Regions from separate parts of the Zea mays genome. Here all the other regions are linked to region 3. The links are chromatin contacts, called in public Hi-C maps. All regions are on one chromosome and are shown on one strand. Each heading gives the region's core, a stretch centred on a gene start, on an enhancer-like site or on the middle of the called end of the contact. The rest is flanking DNA. Distances are from core to core; before and after follow the strand shown.

Evidence for each region. A called contact is a pair of places that touch in the nucleus more often than the background predicts.
Region 1: a Hi-C map of seedling shows a contact between it and region 3, with 4 times the contacts expected there. The contact joins the enhancer-like site here to the promoter of LOC100384339 in region 3. A contact is called at or near these places in 2 of 25 Hi-C or Micro-C datasets (leaf and seedling).
Region 2: a Hi-C map of leaf shows a contact between it and region 3, with 2.3 times the contacts expected there. The contact joins the promoter of LOC100286306 here to the promoter of LOC100384339 in region 3. A contact is called at or near these places in 2 of 25 Hi-C or Micro-C datasets (leaf and tassel).

Annotation. Positions count from the first base shown.
Region 1 is chr9:84,220,009-84,223,277 of Zm-B73-REFERENCE-NAM-5.0, reverse strand. No RefSeq gene overlaps it. Among protein-coding and RNA genes, the nearest start is that of LOC103638616, 90 kb to the left of the region's middle. Within about 2 kb of position 1,322, at least 2 of the 20 cell types and tissues checked have an H3K27ac peak or open chromatin away from gene starts, as enhancers often do. A contact at or near this core is called in seedling, where this site is marked.
Region 2 is chr9:83,540,607-83,543,637 of Zm-B73-REFERENCE-NAM-5.0, reverse strand. LOC100286306 (vacuolar ATP synthase subunit B) reads left to right here and starts at 1,652. Exons shown (of 15, transcript NM_001159193.2): 1 at 1,652-1,805; 2 at 2,143-2,210; 3 at 2,987-3,031. The coding sequence starts at 2,153.
Region 3 is chr9:83,931,808-83,935,256 of Zm-B73-REFERENCE-NAM-5.0, reverse strand. It overlaps LOC100384339, which reads right to left and starts at 1,463. Exons shown (of 1, transcript NM_001176890.1): 1 at 1-1,463. The coding sequence starts at 587.

The sequences.
Region 1 (3,269 bases), core at 73-2,572, 290 kb before region 3:
CTAAGGTCTAAATAAATGTCGTTAATAAGGATTTTATTAACTTAGAAATATTTCTTGAAAATAAGTAAATGGCAATATTAAATTTTGAATTGTCAAAGTTAGATTTGGGTCTCAAAACTAGAAGTTAAAAGTGAAAATCTTTTAATAAACATAAAGGTTTTCAATTGTTGATATGAGTGAATTATTTTATTTTTCTCTCTCATGAATTAAGCATCAGTATTATTCTAAATAATAAAATATTATTACATCATGCTGGGATTATTTTGTTTGTTGCATCTAAATTGGAGCTTGAAATTCAAAACCTAGACCTAAATTGAAATTGAAAATCGAAAACAAAACAGAAATTAAGAAACAGAAAAGAGAAAAAAACTACCTACGCTTCGTGGGCCGAAATCCCCCTCCCGGCCCAGCTCCCCTTCACTTCTTCTGACCCATCCTAGCTTAACCCCACCAGCCCATAACCCCTATGTGTCTGCGCTAAACTTGGGCACCGACGGATGGGTCCCACTCGTCAGCCTCACTGCCAACCAGACTCACACGCCCTTGGTCACTGACGTCGTGGGCCCCACACAACAGCCTCAGCTCCACGCACATGCTACCATCGCCTAGTCTCTTGCACGTGGGCCCTTGTTGGTGGCGTCTCCTCGCTTGGCTCGGTTATGGGCCAGTGGCGAGCTCGTCCCGCATGCATCCGCATCAAAATCCCTGGCAAATCGCAGGTCGTTGGGAGTGGTTGTAATTCCCAACCTGAGTATAAGATTCATGCCCATGCTCCCTTGGCCGTAGATGGTAGACCAGAGAGAAATCAGAGCCACCGTATAGGTCTGGGGTCCGCCGCCGGGGTCCTCCTTTGTGGGTGTTGTCTGGGGGGTCGAAGGAGGGCCTAGGTGTGCCATTGGGGAGCCTTGATGAAGTTCGTAGCTCAATCAGGAGGGAATGATAACCAGGCAGTCACGAATTTCTTGACGGTGCAGTTCTGCCGCCACAAATCCGCCCCCACCCGTGTTCGGGGTACCTCAGCGTCCTAACTACGGGTAAGTGTGCCCTAGACCTACTCGCTTCAGTCTCAGTAATGTGTAGCTAGGTCTCGGCCATGGCACGTCCGTACTGGAGCTGGGCGTCGTTGTAGTGGCTTCAGTCCGGAAGATGAGGGAGATGAGGGTGATGGGTAGAATAGTCGTCGGATGCATGACCGGTGGATGAGATCAAATCCAGCATACTTGTTCGCTGGATTGAATGACTAGCGTAGGGCTGAGATTAAAACTTGTTGCATCTCTGCGGTGCTCAGATCTGTGCGTTGATGTGAGATCGGGTGGGCGTGATGAGGTGTAGCCGTAATAGAATCAGGACCGTTGCTTTCAGATCCTGTGGATAGGGATGCATACCGATTCAGAGTCTTGGGGATCTAATCTGTGTCGTTGGTTTTAGATCGGGCGGCTGGGAATTAAGGACACCCTTTCAGCCGTGAAACAGTTACAAAAGAGCCCTCGGTTTTCCATTAAATCAACCCGCAGTCAAGTCTAGTGAGTAGATCAATACAAATAGGTCCTAGTTTTTGTAGTTAGAGCCCTGGACTTTCCTAAAAATGGAATCCACCCTCCAGGTATTCGAGAAACTCAAAAATAAATATAGATGATTTCTAGTGTTAAAAAATCATAACTCTCTCATTTTAACTCCGTTTCAACCCGTTCGAGTTGCGATAGTTTTGTGATAAAATTGCCTACGCAGTAGTAGCATTAATCGTGTCATATCACATACTTTTATAATTAGAATTTTGTTCAACCTATGAGTAGTAGATTTATCTCACTAATCAAAGTTAATTTGTCCATAATTATAATCTTAATCTAATCAAGTTATAACGTAGATTAAAGTTAAATTAGTGATTTATTTAGAGTGCACTTACCCACATGGGTTATACTAGTCAAGATAACATAGTTTAATATTTAATCACATAAATCTTCTGAACATGATAACTCTTTAACCGTAACTCCGGATTTTGTGGTTCTCAAACCTACGATCTCATAGCATCACGTAGAATATTTTACGTTGTTTGCTCTCATGTCGGGTGTACTGTTATTTTTATGTGATTCTTGTCTATTTGTATGTATTGCTACCAATAGTGGTGAGGTCACGAGAATTTGAAGATCGACTTGGTACCTAGAATCTTGAGTCACAGGCAAGTAGTGCCCTTGATCACTTTTCTTTACCCAATAATGTTCTTGCTAATCACTATGACATGCTCAGGTTAATTTGAAGGGACCTAATAGGTTTCCCTAGCATTGTTTATCCCACACCTTGCAGATAAACAAATTATTGGGTAGTTTTGCTATTGCTCTAACTGGTTTTGGGAAATTAATGTTATATTATGTTCATGTTCCAATTCTGTTGTTGTTGATTATTGTTCATGATAAGATCATTATGTTAATTGGAACATGGAGAACCACCCGAAAAATAGTGCTACAACAAGGGTGGTATGGGATGCCCTTGGCTGACTAATTAGGAAAGCTAGTGGAGGACTACCTTACCCGAAAGGGGCAAGGGTGGTAGAGGAGCTGCGTATAGGGAGGTTCTCCGGTCGATCATGCTGCGATGGCTTTTTGGACGAGGGATTGCTATATTGTCCTTCTCGTAGCGGGTTTTCTGAAGCTAGTGGAACTTTGTAAAGGCCTCGTAGTGGATCCCTAGCCATTCACCTCGGAAGTGTCTAAGGGCCTTGCAAACCCTGGCTAGACGGGATACGCGACTTGTGGGTAAAGATGTGCAACCTCTGCAGAGTGTAAAACTGGTATATCAGTCGTGCTCACGGTCATGAGCAGCTCGGACACTCACATGATTAATTTATGGAACTGAACTTAATCTATCATATGCATTGCATCGCGGGTGTTATTATTAATTGTGATCTCTCATTTAATTGGGTTAGTATCTACTTATACTTAGTAACTGCTAATAAAATTTCGACCAACTCTAAAAGCAATGCTCAACTTTAATCATCTCCTTTGATAAGCCTTACACTTCACTTGAGCTCCCACCTTTGGTGAGTTCATGCACATTATTCCCCACAACTTGTTGAGCGATGAACGTATGTGAGCTCACCCATGATGTACTCACATCCCCCCGGGTCAAGAATAGGTACCGTAGGATCAGGCGCATGAATGATGTTGTGATGAGTTCGTGACTGGTCTAGGCCGTCGTCTCCCAGTCAACTTTGGTTGTTGGATTGTTGTCTCCGTATAATGTAATTATTTATCTATTTTGTACAGAACTCCGTT
Region 2 (3,031 bases), core at 403-2,902, 390 kb after region 3:
TCGCGAGCCTGTACACTCAAGTACTCAACAACAGTAGTTATAGTCATTAGCTCAAATTTGAAGCACAATATGTTCCATATAATAAAAAATTATGTCCTTGCACTCTAGTTCCTTGTGAGTTGTGACCAAAACAACACACTTACACACTGGTCAACGGAGATACGAGTAAGCAGTAGTTTGGACCGAGCCTCGAGCCGGCTCGCGAGCCTCACCGAGCCGGCTCGGCTCGTTAGTGTAGCGAGCCGCGGAATTAGGCTCGACTTGGGCTCGTTTAGGCTCGCGAGCCTCACCGAGCCGAGCCTGATCGAGCCCGAGCCGGCTCGCGAGCCTCGAGCTTTTTTTTTCCAGCCCTAGTTGCGACGGCTCACAACAATACCCACGTAAATTATCCACCAAAAAGATCTCAAGATTTTTTATTAGTTGTCTCCACTCTTCACATAATATTTTTTATGAACCACGGGTACCATAGGCAGCAAATCAGAGACCCCCATCCCTCGCGTCCCCACTTCTAAGGTTTCGTAGAGCAGGAGGGGAAGAGAAGAGGCGGGCATACCTGTTCGTTGCCAGAGAAGGACACGACGAAGACCTGGGCATCTGGAGTCGACATAGGTTGTATACCGCTAGATATATAGGGAGAGAGCACACAAGCAGAGAAAGAAGCCCAACCGGAGCAGCTCCAAACCAAGAGACACCCGCACCAGGCGTCAGTCCGAAAAGGGCGAGAGAATGCGAGTGTCTTCCCAGCCTTGTACCCGCCGAAGCGACACAATACCACCACCAACTCCGTAGCATATGTCGACTCCTGCCACACTATGACCTTAGTTGTCCAATATCTCAGACCTGGACTCCTCATCGCTAGAATAACCTAAGCGTGACAGGCACCACCATGTCCTACTCGACGGCACGCACGAAGAAAGGCCAGGAGCATGACCGACTCACCCTGTATCCGCGTCGACGAGCGTCGGTCGGCTTGTGGCTACGACCGTGGGCAGGGGCAACAGGTTGGGAGGAAGAACAGGGCGAAGGCCGGGAAGACGAACGAGACGTCCGACGACGGCGAAAACGATGGTGCACGCATGATGTGAAATGTCCTCGTGGACGTGCAATAGCCACTGCGCGAGTCGATGTCGGGGCTGACGTTGGACGAATACAGGGAGGAGGCACCTGCTCCTACGCCCTCTGCCGAGAATGGTGTGGCGCGGAGATAGAGGCATGGCAGGAGAGAGAAAAGAAGTAGAATGATGGACGAGGTGGTGGCAACTGAGGCGAGGACCATCATTATCGTGCGGAGGTATAAATGACTAAATGAGAAGTGTCTAGCAAGCCGGCCCGAGGCACGACCAATTTAACAGTGATTGGGCCAACCCGTCACGAGTGTCATGCAGTGTTTGGGCCATAGCCTCGGTTCGTAGTGCTGGCTCGAAAATCATATTAAAAAAGGAATATTAATAATTATAATATAGTATTAATATCATTAGATAGATTTTAAGTCTAGTTTATAATAAAATTATTTAGAGATATAAATATTAATAATACTTATTTATAAATCTAGTTAACGTTTGATATCGGACGGCGGTTTGGGATTCAATGCCGAAAATTCCGTAATCGTTCAGGGCAAAGACGCAAAACGTCCGTCTGCCCCTCTCTGGTTATAATTTTGGGCATTAATTGCACGTCTCCTCCCCACCTCTCCTTCCCTCCACCCGTGCCGTCGCCTCGCCTATCCGATCTGCCACCTCCTCCCGTCTCGCACGTTCCTTCCCAACTCCGCAGCGTAGCCTCTCCGCGGCGCGATCCAGATCCAGGTACGCCTTCTTCCGGCCCCGCAATCTCATCTCCACCCCCGCTCCTCCTCCGGCAATCCATCGCTCGGGTTGTCCCTACTGGGCGACACGAGGGCGGCCACGCCCACCGCCGAAACACTCTCTGATCTGTGCCCAGCCTGCCTCCGCACTTTCTCCCTCTTCCGTTCAGCAACAGCGGCTGCGGTTTTACTCTGTCTGTTGCCGATTTGTTTGGATTGCTGATCTCTCTACAATTTCTGGTGGATCGGATAGTCAGAGTGATCTGTGTGGATTGGGGTAACTCGGATCAGCTCCGCTCCTTTTTCTCGGTTCTGATGGCGTGGCTGGCTGTTGCCAGGTTTTTCAGCATGGGCCTGGTGAAGGAAGGCATCGACATGGAGGAGGGAACCCTTGAGATCGGCATGGGTGAGTTACTAGCGACGAGATCCAAGCTCGCGCGCAGTATTCCTTAGGATGTTTAGTATTTATCCTTTCAGCTGTTGATGTGTCGCATAGTCATACCGATGCATCACTGGTACTAGCATCCTAGCGTGGATATGTAGTGATGATTTGCACTTTGAGGAGACAAACACATTGCTTATAAATGATCCTAAGCTATGAGACAATATATTGGGTCATCGGCTAGCTTATAGCTTGGTTGCATTACCAATGCTTTGGATTTTATAAACGCATGGTATTAGTATATAACACTGTAGATTCTCCTAACAATACATCAACTCACTTCACAAGGCTTTTGTTAAACCATACTACAATAGTGCAACAGGATGCATCTAGTTTAGCTTGTAGATTTGCTGTTTCAACTATGTAACTAGTTTCAGGTCTGGCACACTTGCTAGATCACACTTTTAGTTTAAAATTAGTTCATCTATTTGCATGTATTGCTTTTCGGGAATTGTGATTCATGTCACATCCAATGTGGAGGCTTCATGAATTACCAATTACTGAATCTTCGATGTATTGGTCTGCATGCCTGCATTGAGCCATTGACACATGCCACTGCCATTATAAATATAAGACTTCTTTTGTGTTATATGGGTAACAGAAATTTGCTGATCAAAGTGCATACCTTGGGCTTCTTTTGTGGAAGGTGTATGCCTGTTTGAAATCATGCTTTTTGGGCTACGTTACAAAGGTGACATGTACTAGTTAGTAGTTAGTAATTTACCTGTGTACCTGTGCAGAGTACAGGACTGTATCTGGTGTTGCTGGGCCTCTGGTCATATTGG
Region 3 (3,449 bases), core at 214-2,713:
CTGTTCACCGTCCACGCTCTATCGGTCTCCAGCTCGTCGCCATGGCACGTCTCTCTCCCAGCGTAAGCTCTTGGACGCCGCATCCTCCCGGTCATGGAGTTCACCGGTAGTCGCCGTCGTCGAAGCTCCCTGCGCGCGCGCATCTCCCTACTCCAGTCCAGCCGCTGCTCCTTGCTCGCCCGAATTCGATCTCCGCCCTGCCCATCACCCCTACGCGCGCTCTGCTTCCTCGTGCGGCTTTCTGCTCGCCTGGCCACGCCCTGCTTCCATGGTCGCGTGCCCATCTTCCTCCCTCTCTGCTTGCCGCGTGCGCAGCTCCCTGGCGCGTCTTCTTCCCTATTGGTGCCCGCCCAGCCGCTCCCTCCTCTCTCCCCTTGGCAAACCTCCCTCAATTTCCCGCGCCGTCCATCGCGCCCGGCTTTAGCTCGTCGGACCTCCGCGCAGCGAGCTCGCCCCATGGCGCCCGACCGAGCTCCTCCCTCGCCAAACCGCGCCCCTGCTGTCTGTCCGGCCTTGGCCGCCGTGCCGAGGCCTCCTTCCCTTCGCGTCGTGGTATTTCTTCCCTGCCCCTCCCGTGGCGGCTCCATCCAGCTCGACCTCTGCTCAGTGCCCAGCTCGCCCCTCGTCGCGCTTGGCCTCGGTAAATCATGGACAGCGCCTCCACCTGCTCAATCTCACCCCTGCGTTCGTCCATAGACTTGCTCACCGAGCCACCCACCTTTGTGCGCAATCGATCGATCCTGCTGTCGTCCGTCATGGATGCTCAGCTCGCCGGCGCTTGCGCTTTGCTGGCCGTTTATAATTTCAGCAAGCCACGTTATAAATGGGTCCCACATTGACTCTTACGAATCACTTTCATTGTTCGTTATTAAGCTCGGAGAAGGTGTTTTTCATACCTTCGGCACATGACCTTCATTTGTTTCGGGATCTGAGCTTGTTGCAAAAAAACGAACTAATACCGCAAGGGGCTACTTTTGGGGGTCTCTTTCTTTTGAAGGTCCTCAAAACACTAAGATAATGGTTGTCTTCTGAACTATTTCTAAGTATTATAGGTACCTCTGCCAAAAGCTTCTTTGGTGAATTGATTAAAGGCAAATGTACAAGCTTTGGGTTGCCATCACAAAGGGACCAGGGACAAAGCCAGAGAAAGCCAAAGCAAGTCTCCTCGGGTCCGTTCGCCAAGCTAACGAAAGGAATAGACATCCTTACCCCTGCCATGTTAAATAGTTGAAATATATAGGCTTAAGGATGCAAATGTAATTTTACCAAAGAATGTACTCTGCGCCTATAAATAGAGGAATAGTGCTATGCATTTAGGGATCTTCTCATCAGAGAAAGAGTTGATTGTTCCCATCTACGAAGCTACAATTCTTCCTTCGTATTATAAGCTTCGCAAAGCCAAAGGTACAAATGTAATCTCTGATTTAATACTGAAAAAATAGAAGGATGTAAGCATTCTTTATTGAGAGCACCTAGAGGGGGTGAATAGGTGATCATGCAAAACTTATTTCAAACAACACAAACTTGGTCTATAAAAGGTGTTAGTGTAAATTAAAACCAAGATTGAATGAGAAGAAGAGAGAAAAATAGAGTCTTCACTTGGTTGCTCTCTTGAGATGTGTATTAAACTAGGAGAAATATGTAAGTTAAGTATAAGCACCAAGGAAGACAGAAATCACAGTAAAGTAAAGTGGACAAGGGACACGACATTTTTCCCCGTGGTTCGGCCAAAGCCTACTCCACATTGTGATGACCTCCTTTGCTCAAGGGTTCCACTCAACCCCTCTCATGTGATCCAAAGATCAAATTTGAGTGACACGATATTCTTCCTTATATCTCAACCTGTTTGTGAGGAATCTACACAAGTTGGAGTCACTCACGCCTTACACAAGATGATCACAATCCAAAATCAAAGTAAGGGCGGGAGTAAGAACACACACACAAGTACATAATGCAACAACAACATGCACCAAAGCAAAGACATGAGCGCAACAACAAAACGACAAGGTAACAGCCCAAAAATGCGCTCAAATCTCTCTCAAATCATTGAACAACATGGTCGCGGAGTCTAGAAGTTGTAGTGTGCACTTGTGATGCTTGAGGTACCAGAAGAAGGCGCCTAGCGGCTCCTTTTATAGCCCAAGAGGCCTAGGAGTCGTTGCCTTCTCCACAAGGAAGCTGGAAAACTTCCCTATCTGTGGGCTCACCGGACACTCCGGTGCGCCACAGGATTTCTGACCAGCAACGGTAGCCCCACGATCTGATTGGTCGGTTTACTTTTCCAACATGTCACTAGATAGTCTGGTGTGCCACTAGACAGCGGCCACATCAGCTAGCCGTTGGCGACTGGCACCCGCCCTTGGAGAGAGTCGTTGGAGTTGATGTCTGGTGCACCGGACAGTGCACTTTTCACTGTCCAGAGAATTTTATAATTAAAATTCCCGGGACCTGCACCTTTTGTATGCTTCATCGAACAGTCTGGTGAGTCCTAGACTTGCCCATGTTTAGCTCTTTTGAGCCAAACTACTCAACTTCTTTTGGCTCTTCTTGAGAGGTTCCCTAGCACTTAGACAAACATAGTTAGCAACTAAAACAATTTGCTGTGACGGAACCTCCCAAGGTATTAGGCCCACCTACAGTTATCCTTGTCCTAAGGACCTTAGACAACCCTGTAGATGCAAATAATCACTCGACAAGTTCGGTAACTGTATCCTCATCATTTCGCCCAAGAGCGCTTCACCTGTCACGTAGATATTACATCACATCGGAGGAAAGGATAAGCAGAAGCAGATTACAATAACTTAATTTACATTCATAAAATATATAGAGACAGTATTATTATTACAATACCAGGGTATTAAGAGAGCATAAAGTATTATTACAAACTAGGGAGGCAAAACACCCTCCCGTACAAAAGTTTATTGTTTCAAGGTGGGAGGCAAACATCCTCCCGCGACCAACTTCACTATTGGAGCTCCTCCTTTGGTATCACCTTTGAATAGAAATAGCAAAACTCTGTTGTTTCCTCACCTACAATAACATGGGTTCGAAAACCCTGAGTACGGAGTGTACTTTCGCAAGTCTTACCCGACAAAATAAAAAGACTCTCAAGGATATGCTGGCTTGAGAGAGACAAGGTAAGGCTATTCAAGAATCAAAGACATTGTTTGTAGAAATGCTTACTAATAGTGGATCCTTAAAAATCCAGTTTTATTATTAGGTTAAGTCATTACCTGTATCTAGAGTTCTTTCTACCCTAGTTCAAGCACTTGGCCTACACTAGCCGTCTTTTATCAACCCTTCATTTCACTAGATTGCTACAAGTAGGGCAGTGACCAAGTCTTCATATCCGAGAAGTAACGGCGATCCGAATCGATTAATACCCAGCTGGGGATCTCCAACCACACGATATATGTAGCACTTAACCCTTGCATATGTCAACTCGCCAC